Regions from separate parts of the Rattus norvegicus genome. Here region 2 is linked to region 1. A link is a contact called in public Hi-C data. All regions are on one chromosome and are shown on one strand. The core of a region is the stretch at or near the end of the contact, and the rest is flanking DNA. Distances in the headings are between cores, read along the strand shown. Region 1 has its middle 37 kb from the start of Tarbp1. Region 2 overlaps LOC102547807 (a long non-coding RNA gene).

Region 1 (6,656 bases), core at 3,793-6,292:
TCTTCTGAACCCCCTAGGCACTGCACAGCTGCAGTGCACAGATAGTTATGCAGACAAAATATCCAGTCAGTGGTACACACCTTCAATCCCTGCACTGGGTATTCAGAGGAAGACAGGTCTCTGTGAGGAGTTCAGTCAGGGAAATACAGTGAGACTTTCTCAAAGCGAACAAGTAAATGAAAACCAAAGCAAAGCAAAACAAAGTAAAATCCACCCATACACACAGAATAAAATATGAAAGTCAGAGGAAGAACGGTTCTGAACACTGCAAAACCTTGCACACATTCAAGATGCAGTTATAGAAGTTTCGGTGATTAATCTAAAAATACTGTGCAGCAAACTTTAGAAAATGCACAGAACTCCTGTGCTTTATTTTCCTCTGATGGACGGTTACATTTCACAGTCAACTTGGCTGGATTTAGAATCACCATGGAAACGCCATTGGATACATCGAGGAGCGAGTTTAGCCGAACCGGGAAGAATGACAGTGGATGGTACCACTCCAGGATGAGGTCCTGGACTGAATTTAAAAGAAGAAAGTCAATAGGGAGGTGGTGCGTGATTTTAATCCCAGCACCTGGGAGACAGAAGCAGGTGGGTCTCTGTGGGTTCGATCGAGGCCAGCCTTGTCTATACAGTGAGTTCCAGGACAGCCTGAGCTACACAGTGAGACCCTGTTTCAAAAACAAAACAAACAAGACAAAATAAGGGAACAAGGAAGGAAGGAAGGAAGGGAGGGAGGGAGGGCGGGAGGGAGGAAGGAAGGGAAAAGAATAAAACGGAGAAAGTGAGCTGAGCATTTATCTCTCTACTTCTTGACTCGATGCCATGTGACCAGCTGTTTCCTGACGGTGGACACCACGTGACCAGCTGTTTCCTGACGGTGGAGGCCATGTGACCAGAGGCTCCCTCACTGTGGATACCACGTGACCAGCTGCCTCACGCTCTGCCAGGAAGACTCCCCTACCAGGCGGGACTGTCTGGTCTTAAACTGTGAGACAAAGTAAACCTTCCTTCCTTCCTTAAATGACCTTGATCAGGTATTTTGTTACAGCACTGTGAAAAATGACTAATATAGTTGCTAGTTTAGAATTTTTAAAACTTCCGGGGCCTATTGAAATGGATCAGTGGGTGAAGGTGTTTGATGCCAATCCCAAGAACCTGAGTTCAATTCCTGGAACCCACATAGCAGAAGAACTGACTCTATAATGTTATGCTTTGACCTCCACGTACACGACACACACAAGCGCAAGCGCGCACACACGCACACGCACACACACACGACACCTGTATGGAGGCAAAGAGCCAACTTGTAGGAACCATTTCTTTTCTTCCATCATGTGAGATTTGGGGGCTCAAACTGAGGCCATCAGGTATGGTAACAGGCCCCAGAGAAGCCATCTTGCTGGACCTTAGTGTTTTTAAATCTTTGGATCTTTAAAAGGATTTCTCTATCTCTCTTCTTTAAGTTGCATGGACACATTAATTCTCCTTTCTTCCTCTGATTTATTTCACTCGAATGGATGGCTAACTCTGAAGCAGAGAAAAAGGGAAGCAAAAATATTCCTTCAAATGCACAGGTTGCATTCTAGGCGAGGCACCGAGGGGACAAGTGGGTAGCCGTACCCACCACACAGCAACCCTTACTCACGTGCGTGCTGGGTTCCAGAAGCCTTTAACTGAGATTTCATCATGCATTCAAAGGCATGGATTTTAAATGCAATTACTGTGTATAATTAGCCGTTTTATCTCTGGTGTCGGTGAATTTGAAATTTAATCCCTGATTGCACAAAAGAGTGTAGTAAGCAGCAGACCCCAAGGTTGTGCTGGTGCCATTGTACATCAGTTGGTGGTTGAATGAAATGGCTGGACTTAAAGCCACAGGGGTCAAAGGATGTAAGGAAAAGGATGGAGACAAGATGTTGGTGATCACCTGAGGTGCCTTCAAACTTGCAGACCCAGGTCTCAGGCCTCCTCTTCTCTGGAAAAGCCTCTTACCCTCACCTGTGGCAGATGGAGTTGCTCACCTACCTCAAGCACAGTATTAGATGTGTGTCTAATGGCAGCCACCAACTGTCTCCCTGTGTCCTTCCTGAGGGATCCTCTTGGGTTATTATTAGTGCTTCCATACAGAGCACAATCACAGTGAACAATCCATGGGTGGATGGATTCATGGCTGGATGGGTGGGCAGGTAGATGGATGGATAAATGGTGGGTGGATGGATAGGTGGATGGATAGGTGGATAGATGGGTGGATAGGTGGATAGATGGATGGATGGATAGATAGGTGGATGGGTGAGTGGATGGGTGGGTGATGGATGGATGGATGGTTGGATGGGTGAATGAATAAACCAAGCATGAGTTAAAATCAGCTACAGAGCCTGGGAAATGATGGCTCAACCAGTAAAATACTCGACACACAAGTATGAGGTCCTGAGTTTTATCCTCAGAACCGTGTAAGAAAATAGAAAACCCAGGCATTGTGGTACGTGCTTGTAATCTCTGCATATATGTGTATATGTCTGTGCGCGCATGTGTGTCTGTATGTGTATATGTGTGTTTATGTGTGTGTCTGTGTGTATGTATATATGCATATGTGTGTGTATGTGTGTGCATGTGTATATGTATGTGTGTCTGTCTGTATATATGTGTATATGTGTGTGCATGTGTTTATGTGTGTGTCTGTGTATGCATGTGTATATGTATGTTTGTGTGTATGTATGTATGTGTGTATATGTGTATGTGTGTGCATGTGTTTATGTGTGTATCTGTGTGTTTGTGTGTATGTATATATGTGTGTGCATGTGTTTATATATGTGTGTCTGTGTGTCAGTGTATATGTGTATATGTGTATGTGCATGTGTTTACATGTGTGTTTGTATGTCTCTGTGTGTGCATGTGTATATGTATGTGTGTATGTGTATGTATGTAGGTATGTTTGCGTGTATGTATGTATGTATGTATGTATGTATGTATGTCTACATGTGTGTTATGATTTCCATGCCTGGAAGGAACTGAGTGGCAGCACATAGGCACTACACATGGTTCCTAAACAATGAGGTTCCCACAAAGAGTTTGTCATTTTCACAAGAAGCTCTTGGCCAACTGACAGGTCCCTCCAGTCACCCCACAGCCATTGGTTGTGGTGGCAAAGGAGACAGTGGGAAGCTCAAGGGATACACACTCCAGTTTTCCCTGTGCCCCATACCCTTCCCTAGTCTCTCTGTAGAAATAAGAGCTCTGGGCACTCTTGGTCACCAGACCCTCAGTACCATGCCTGGCAAACCAGACCTGTGCTCATCAGCCATTTTGACATACCAAAGGCCACAGAGAAAGAGCATGAGGGACAAATCCTGCACCTGCTATCACACATGCCTCATGCCTACCTGCTATTTCCCCTGCATGTGACATGTATGTGCGCAGGTGTGAACCTCATATGGGTTTTCATGTGTACACTTGTATGTAACAGTATTCTTTTTTAGAGTGTGCCTCATGTGTATGTGTATACATAAACACATTTGGTTTTATATATAAGAGTTATATAGCCAGGCTGGAGAGATGGCACCACACGCATCATAGGAGACAGAGTGAACTGAAGCTAAGATTACTTCTGTGGTTGAAAGGGAGAGGAAGAAGCACTTTCAGGTGCCCTTACCCAGAGGTAGGTTCACAGCCGCAAACCCCCCAGAGACAGAGGACTCTCAGCCCGCCTTCACTTCTAGGCTCACTGAAGGGACAGCGGCTCCTTCTGCAATCCCTTGTCATGGTCACTGGTGGAACTCGTGATGTTTCAAAGAACCTCAGGGCACCAGGGAGATAGCTCTGTTGGGAGAGTGCTGGCCAAGCACTCGCAAAGCTCTGGGTTCAATTCTCAGGATGGCGGGTGGCACAGCGTCATCATCTGAGCATCTGGGAGATGGACGCCAGAGGATTGGGAGCTTGAGGCTGTTTTTTGCCTTAGGTGGTGAATTTGAGGTCAGCCCAGGATACATAAGACCTTGGGTCAAAAAGAAACAAAGAAAGAAAGGCAGAGAGCCAGGAGACATTAAGAGCTCTTGCATAGGATCAGGTTTAGTTCCCAGCACCCACATGGTGGCTCACTGACATCTGTAACTCCACCCCCAGTCACTCTCTTCTGACTCGTGAGGGCACTGGACATGAACATTGAGTACAGACATGCACGCAGGCAAAATACGCCCCCACACATAAAAATTTTAATAATAATAATAATAATAATAATAATAATAAACTTTCAAAGCACACCTTTCCCTAATCACCACAGAGGAAAGACCCGTTCTCCACATTAAGACATCTAAAGACTGTGATTAATTGGGCAGCAACTGTCTAATGACCTGGAGGTCCATGTAGGGCAAAGGACTCAGCTAGGCTGTCTACAGGGCTTTTTTAGTGCCCCACGTGGTAGGGATTATGGGGCATGGTTCCCTCTACTGCTTCTCCAAGGAAAACATGCCTGACCAGCAGCAGAGATCAATAAAAAGACATCCCGCAGAAAACAAGAGATTTCACAGGGGCGGAGGCAGACGTGCTTTTTTATTTATGGCTCACAATGAGCAGGGGATAGACGTGTGGAGGGTGGTCGGAAAGTCGCTCTTAATCGGGGCCTGTTCTGGGGGTCTTCAGAGCGACCGCTTCTCCCACACTCGGCGAGGGTGGTCAGAAAGCCGCTCTTAATCGGGGCCCGTTCTGGGGGTCTTCAGAGTGACCGCTTCTTCCATACTCGGCACTGTGACCCGGTAATGGGAAGGTTTGGGAGAGCTGGGAGGGGGAATGAGGGCTTTTCCTAAGGAAGGCAGCAGAAAGGCAGCTCTGGGTTGAAGCTGCTGACCGAATCCCTCAAATGTAGATACTGCATCACAGGGCAGCAAAAATCTTCTCAGAGCCTCCCCACCCCCCGTACAAACTCCTGATCCATGAAAGAAATGGGCTCTAAAGATGGCAGCCACGCCATCCGTTAGCTGTTTGGTCACCAACGTGCTTCTAGAGACGGGAAAGAGCTATTCAGCACTAAAGATTTAGGGACGTCTGTTGACATATTAAGGGAGCAGCCTCATGGGAGAGCTGACAAGGCTCCCAGAAACATCACCAAGGGAACGGTGACGCAAATTCGTTTGGTTTTCACAGGCTGGCGCGGGGCCAGACTCCCTGCCTGACAGCTGATGTAACTCCAGTTCCTATCTAGGTTAGCTTGCTTCGATAGTGCCGGCAGAACACACAGCCCCAGTCAGCAGCAAGCTTCTTTTGTAGACCAGAGTGAAAGGATAAAGATATATATCTTCTTTAGATCTTGATGAGTGTCGCATTTTAAATGGGGAGAGATGGGTCAGCGGTGACAAGTACTGGCTGCCCTTCTGGAAGATCAGGGTTCGATTCCCAGCACCCACACAGTAGCTCACAATCATCCAAACTCCAGTTTCAGAGTGCTGATCCCCTCTTCTGACCTCTGTGGGCACTGGGCATGAATGCGGTACACAGACATACAGGCAAACAAAACTCCTAGACACATCTACGTTTTCAAAAAATATTTGTTTTATTTATTTTATGTATGCGAGTTCACTGTCACTGTCTTCAAACACACCAGAAGAGGGCATCTGATCCCATTACAGATGGTTGTGAGCCACCATGTGGTTGCTGGGAATTGAACTCAGGACCTCCGGAAGAGCAGCCAGTGCTCTTAACCACTGAGCCATCTCTCCAGCCCCTATTTTTTTTTTTAAAAATTATTTTTAAAAAGAAAACGTTTGGGTTGGGGATTTAGCTCAGCGGTAGAGCGCTTGCCTAGCAAGCGCAAGGCCCTGGGTTCAGTCCCCAGCTCCGAAAAAAAAAAAAAAAAAAAAAAAGAAAACGTTTACAAAGGATAAGAAAGAAATCTCAGGTCAGCCTAAATCCCACCTTAGCACACCCAGGTGTGCCCAGCAGAGGCAAGCCCGTCACACACAAATGCCATCACTACTTCACAGATACCAGCTCTTAACATTGTTTGACCCACCTAGGGAACAAGATTGTCCCCAGCTGAGCCAGACCATGGCAGGAGAGAAAGCAGGACACATTAGTTGGGGATGCAGAAATAACGACCCTTATAACAGATCGCTGTTTCGAAACGTTCCTCTTAGAGACTGCCGATTTCCAGCCGTTTGACAGTCAATAACGAGAACACGTTTTCACCAGACTCGGCTCAGATGCTGATGGTTGCCCTGTGCCGGGTGTGAGGGGACACTCCACACTCCACTTTCCCCAGGCCTGGCAGTTTTAGCTTTTCCAAAGTGAAGAGGAAGACTAGCTTTTAAAACTTATTAGGTTATCCCAGGATGGAGGAACCTGGGTTGCCTTTCCAGGCCAGTAGCCGAAACGTAATTGCTTCCCTGGCCTTTAGACACGGATAATTAAATCGTCCAGAGAGGGAGGGAGGTGAACAGTAACGGAGACAGAAGAGCCAGGCTGAAAATACAAGGGAAGGACTAGAGATGACCGGATACCAGTCCTTGAAGGCACAGTCTTGATCATAGTTTACAGCACACCCCTCCCTCTCTGCTCTGTTTTTCCTCCCTTCTCCCTCCCTCTCCCCTACCCCCTTTCTTTTCTTCCTTTCTTCCTTTCTTTGTTTATTTTTCGAGACAGGGTCTTTCTGTGTAGTTCAG
Region 2 (6,021 bases), core at 2,806-5,305, 340 kb after region 1:
ACTTGCCCACCAGAACCAGGGGCCCCAATCTGATCTGCAATCACCACACCATGAAAGGATTAAACTGACTCCCCAAACACACCCATGCACCCACACAAATCAGTGTGATTTAAGCTTTTTATTTATTTTTATGTGTATAACTGTTTCATCTGTCTGTCTGCCTGTCTGTCTGTACGTGTACCGTGCGCGTGCCTAGTGCCTGGGGAAATCAGAAAAGGGCATTAGATCTCCTAGCACTGGGGCTCCCTGTAGAGAGCTGTGAGCCACCATGTGGGTGCTAGCAATCGAACTTAGGGTGTCTGAAAAAAAAATCACTGTGTGCTCCCAACTGCTTAGCCATTTCTCCATACTCAATAGGAAAAAAAATTTTTTTTGAAAGAAACTCAGATGTTATGGTTAATTTTTTGTTGTCATCTCGACCAGGTTTGGAATCCCCTAGGAGACACTCTCCTTCCTGTATCCGAGGGATGTTTCCAAAGATGTCCAATGAAAAGGGAACCCACCCTGAATGCGGCCATGTGGCACCACCCCATGGTAGGAGTCCTCGGAATAAATAAGAAAAATAAAGTCAAGCCCAGTCCATCGTTCATCTCCAGACGCCTCCCGGCTGCAGACTCGGTGCCAGCGTCTGCCTCCTGCTTCTGGTGAGGAAGCTGTAGCCACGCCCAGCCCCTCCTCGCCCACCTTGATGGTCTGTGCCCCTCACACCATGAACCAAAACAAATCCTACCCTCTTTAAGTTTCATTTACCAGAAGCTGCTTCTGCAGCAACAAGAAGGCTAACACACCAAGCCCCATGCCATTTTAATCCCTTGCAAGCGCGCGTCCCCTTTAACTTTAACACTCGTGAGCATCTCCTGGTGCAGCCACACCCCACAAAGGTCCCTTTCAAAAAGCAAAAGCAAGAAGACACCCACTGTGGAAATCCCAAATACAGCATGGCCGGCGGGGCCCAAGACAGCCTTTTCAGAGGCCACGGTGCTCAGACTCAAAAAGTCCTAGATCTCAAAGACACTGGGCAGAAGTAAGAAGATGTGGTAAGGAAGTCTGTTCAGTCATTTAAAAAGAAGCTGGAAAGGGTGTACTGGCTGGTTTTGTGTTTCAACCTGACGCAAGCTAGAGTCATCAGAGCAAGGAGCCTCCGTTGAGGAAATGCCTCCATGTGATCCAGCTGTAAGGCATTTTCTCAATTAGTGATCGGTGAGGGAGGGCCCAGCCAACTGTGAGTGGCGCTATGCCTGGACTGGTGGTCCTGGGTTCTAAAAGAAAGCCATGAGGAGCGAGTCAGTAAGTAGCACCCTCCATAGCCTCTGCATCAGCTCTTGACTCCAGGATCCAGCCCTGCTTGAGTTCCTGTCCTGACTTCCTTCAGTGATAGACTATGATGTGGAAGTGTAAGCTAACTAAACCTTTTCCTCCCCAACTTGCTTTTTTTTTTTTTTTTTTTTTTTGGTCATGGTGTTTTATTTGCAGCAATGGAAAACTTGACTAAGACAGTTGGGGATTCACTCAGTGACAGAGGATTTGCCTGGCACATGGAGACCCTGCATTTGGTCCCAACACCACACACCCACACCCACACACACACACACACACACACACACACACACAAAACTTTTTAAAGTTTATATATTCATGCTACCCCAACAAAGGACAGTGCTTTCATAATTACTCATTGGGAAATGGGACATTGCCTCATCCTTGGGGTTTCTTGAAGCACCTTCCACCACTGCCTACTGGGCGCAGCCAGGGCTGCTCTTCCTTCCTACGTATCGAGAGAGTCCTGTGAGGGTCCACTAGACCTGGGGAGGTCCCCTGAGAGTCATAGGAAGGACACACCTTTCCCCTAGTGTTTCTGCGGCAACATCAGTTTCTGTTATGTGTACTTCGATTCATGATCCCTGAGAGGCTGGGGAGGGGTTTCGTATCTTCATGGTTGTACACAGACGTTGTTCCATTTCATCTAGCCAAATGGTGTCCCTGGCTACAATAGTCCAATGATAAAGGGCAGGTGACACTATGGGTGAGAGCTGTCGTCCTGCCAAGGACAAAGCACTTGAAAGGAAAATGCAGGCTGAGCTGTGGGACCAGCGATCGCCCTTGAGCCAACCACACACTGGTGCTGTCCGACAGCGTCCTCCTGGTCAGAATCCCTAACTGCACCTGACAGCTGTTCTCAGCACCTCCTCTGACATCAGCCTCCCGTAAAACAAGGTGAAGAAACACAACAGATCCATTCCTACCCAGAGAAGGTGGTCCAATATGAGCTCATGCTCACTGGGGGGCTTCTTACAAAAGCAGAAAAATAAAATCCTCGCATGGGTCTCCCGGCTGCCAGGTGACCCCCTAGCAGGCCCTTTGGCTTTACTGCAGCTTCTTTATCATTCGGACCTGCCAGTTGGAAGGCCGCAGCATGAGGAGCCAAATGGCACTATGCAATTAAGTTGGAAAACACTGCATAAGTGCAACGGAGGCCAGAGCTTTAACAGCCGCATACGGTTTCGCAAAGCGTACTCCGGATCATCAGCCAGCAGTAAAAACACACAGGAGGGAGATGGCCTGGCTGGAAATGAACTGCAAATTGATAAACATGTAGTTGCTAATGCCATGTTTATTATTTTTTTTTCCACTGGGATAAAAATTAACTCTTGCGGCCTTGGCCAGCCGGCAGCTTGAACTCTACCATCTCGGTGATGGAACCGGCTGTTTCTGGAACTTCAGGTTGCAAGTTACTATTGCCAGATCGTATTGGTGAACAGGAACTGTATGTCCAGATAGCAGAACCTCTCAGGGAGAGAGGCTTCAACAAAACACCATAGAACCTGCCGGGGCAGCAAAGAGGACTTCCAGGAGGGAGCCATTTTCAGTATGCTGTTTTAGATCTGTACATGTATGTGTGTGTGTCAGACTGACATATGTGTGTCCGGGCCTGGGGAGGTCAAAGGTCAACCCTGGCTATCATTCTTCCAGAGCTATTCATCCTGGATTTTGAGACAGGGTCTCTCACTGGCTCTGACTCACCAATTAAGCCAGGCTGACCAGCCAGCCCAACCCGGAGAGCAGCCTGTTTCTATTTCCCCAACACTAGGATTGCAAGTCCCACACACAGTTTTTTATGTGGGTTCTGGGGTCTTCGTGCTTGTGTGGCCACCGTGTTACCAGCTGAGCCATCTCACCAGTACTAATCCCTCATTTCAAGTGGAGGAGGCTGGCAACCTCCTGGAAAATCACCTTCCCCTCACAGAAGCCAGCCAGGCTGCAAACTGGGCCTTCTAGAGGCAAAGAAGAGATCGCAAGGGTGCAGGGAGATCATGAGGGCACGGGGTGAGGGTGGGGGGCAAGCCTGAGCAAGCACAGCCAGTCATGTGACAACCCCAGCAGCTGCCCCAGCTGCAGAGCTGACCTCTCTGTCCCCAGGGGCCCTTTTTCATCAGCTGGATCGATTTACTTTAGCTACAGTGCCCTCACAAGCAGGGACTGAATTATGACTCATGGAAATCCCCCTCTGTATCAAGGAATCAGGTAGCTTTCAAACTCTCAACAATTAACGGCTCCTTTGGTCAAAGGAGAATGTGAGGGAGGGAGGAGTTGGTGGGGTGGGGGCGGGGGCGGGGACGGGGGCTGGCAGGGGGTGGGGTGGGGCAGCAAGCTATGGGTTTCCAAACAGGCTGCTCGGTTTCTAGTAAATTAGAAGGGGTGGATGGTGGAGGAATCAGTAATGTTACCCTGTAAAATGCGGTCTTCTTTAACGTCAGCAAGATGTTTCTCTCCCTTTGTCCTTTTGCCCTCCTTCCTCTCTCCTTTCCCTTCCTGTGTCCCTTCCCTCCTCCCAACATCTTTACGTCACAGAGGCACGCTGAAAACAGCTCTGAGTTTTACAACACGGCTTCCAGACTCAGAAGATTCCCCCACACTGACAACACGGAAGGGCAAAATGCAGGCTGTAGTGGGAGGCAGACAAAAAAAAAAGCTCATGTGACTCAAAGCAGGAAGCAGGACACATTGCTGGGAGGAGGCGTCACCACCACAGGCCGTACATTCCTGCCCTGCCTGGCCAGGTTAGCCATCGCCTCCAAGGGAGCATTCCTCTGTGGCAAGAACACTCACTGGTCTCAGACAATCCTGAAATAGAATCTTGGAGAGCATGCGTCCTGCTCTGAGGCCACTCAGCCTGGTGTCCTGGCTCCCCCTGTCTCTTCCACGGAGATGTATTCTCCACACATCGAACAGTAACAGCTGCCCTCCTGTCAGAACAGAGCTGGTGAAAAGAGGATTGCAAGGCTAGCCAAGCACTTTAGAGCCAGACCAGAAGTGCTGCTGTTTCCACTTAAATTGCACTTGCATGTACCCATGCACACATATAATGCATGTGTGCACGCACAGGTTCATGTACATATACCCATGCACATATATAATACATGTGTGCACACACAGGTGCATGTACATATGCACATGCACACACATAATGCATGTGTACACACACAGGTGCATGTGCACATGCACACACATATATGTATATATGAAAGTTTACACACACACACATGCATGTACACATGTGCATGGTGCCTGATTGCTTCCACAGAGCATGCTGTAGGTATTAGAGGGAGTCACTTCCTGGGTGGCTAATCTCAGCAAGGCCACTTGTCTCTGGAGTAAAAGGACTCTTTTTTTTTTTTCCTTGCATGCAGCTTTTTTACAGTTGGATTACATATGCATTATGTACGTGAATATGACGTGACTCTTGGAAGACAGAATACATATATAATATGAAGTGGGTTGGTATGGGAAAGGAGAACTTAAAGGAGCTGGGGGAGAGAAGTTGGGAAGAGGAGGGAGAAATGGGGTGGGGAAGGGGATGTGGGGGAGAGGGGTGGGGGAGGGGAGCGAAGGGAGAAAGATAAAGTGTCATGTCTTCTCTCATATATGGAACTAGATTTAGCTATATTCCCATATATAAATGGCAGGAAAGCAGGAGGCCTTATTTAGAGGGAGGGAGGGAGAGGGACAATGACTGAGGGGCAGGGGAAGGACAGGGGAGGGCAATAGGGAACAAATATAAAATGTATGTATGAAAATGTCACCATGAAATCCATTATTTTATATACTAAAAAAAAATGCTTCAATGTTTCTTTTAAAAATAAGTAGGTTTTAAAGGGACAGGTGTATGGGATAAGGCCTTGACCACAAGGGTTTGTCCTATCAGGCCCAGATGAGGTTCCAGGTGGGGGCGGGGACAAGCAAAGGACAAACCTGGATATCCTGCTGGCCCCTCCATCCTCTGTTCTGGAGAGCAAGGGTATCAGGAGGTCTCAGAACAGGGAGCATTTCGTAAGCCCCAAACAGCATGAGATCATGGGGAAAACACAGACACAGAAAGGAGAGTGGGAATCTAGTCCAAAATTAGAGGGAGAAGATGACAAAATGTGTGTGCAAACACCCTCGGCCTGGGGAACCAGAGACTGCGAGAAATTGTCATGAACAGATAAAGCCATTCAGTAAGAGATCGATCGGGTCCAACTCACAGTGAAGATATATTTAATATGCAGGATGCGTAGATGGACGGATGTGCAACTGAACAAGGAGAATGGGTTGTTTCAGAAAAAAGAGACAGTAAACAGGACTCTGAGCTTTCTGGAGGGGCTGGGCAAGTCTGGAAGATAACAGTGTGTGAGTTAACAATGAAGAACATTCTAGACCCCCATACCCAGAGGTGAATGGGAGTGGGTATGTCTGACCAAAGACAAATCTGTGTGCCTTCCATGGGAACAGTGGGTCCTTATGTGGTCCTGTGTGCTGGAGTCCCACCTCTGCTGTCATGACACCCTATTGGCTACTGTTAAGAGAGGAGGATTACCCTTCTGCTAGCCTACAATGCAAAGGCTCCAAGGAGACTGTAGAAGGTGGAGCTCTAACACAGAAAGTTAAAGCCAGCTTCCTCCCTCTTCTCCTCCCTTCCTCAACTGGAAAAAGTGGACACAGAAGGGAGTTAGGATGGGAAGAAATGGTGGCCACATGCTTTGA

Evidence for each region. Hi-C and Micro-C count contacts between places; a contact is called where the count stands out from the background.
Region 2: a Hi-C map of Schwann cells shows a contact between it and region 1, with 3 times the contacts expected there. The contact joins two enhancer-like sites. A contact is called at or near these places in 5 of 12 Hi-C or Micro-C datasets (the Rat2 cell line, Schwann cells, kidney and 2 more).

Annotation. Positions count from the first base shown.
Region 1 is chr19:71,379,844-71,386,499 of GRCr8, forward strand. No RefSeq gene overlaps it. Among named protein-coding and RNA genes, the nearest start is that of Tarbp1, 37 kb to the left of the region's middle. Within about 2 kb of position 5,043, at least 64 of the 93 cell types and tissues checked have an H3K27ac peak or open chromatin away from gene starts, as enhancers often do. A contact at or near this core is called in Schwann cells and prefrontal cortex, where this site is marked.
Region 2 is chr19:71,724,281-71,730,301 of GRCr8, forward strand. It overlaps LOC102547807 (a long non-coding RNA gene), which reads left to right. Exons shown (of 6, transcript XR_010060536.1): 4 at 424-3,522; 5 at 3,850-4,058; 6 at 4,689-6,021. Among named protein-coding and RNA genes, the nearest start is that of Tomm20, 110 kb to the right of the region's middle. Within about 2 kb of position 4,056, at least 82 of the 93 cell types and tissues checked have an H3K27ac peak or open chromatin away from gene starts, as enhancers often do. A contact at or near this core is called in Schwann cells and prefrontal cortex, where this site is marked.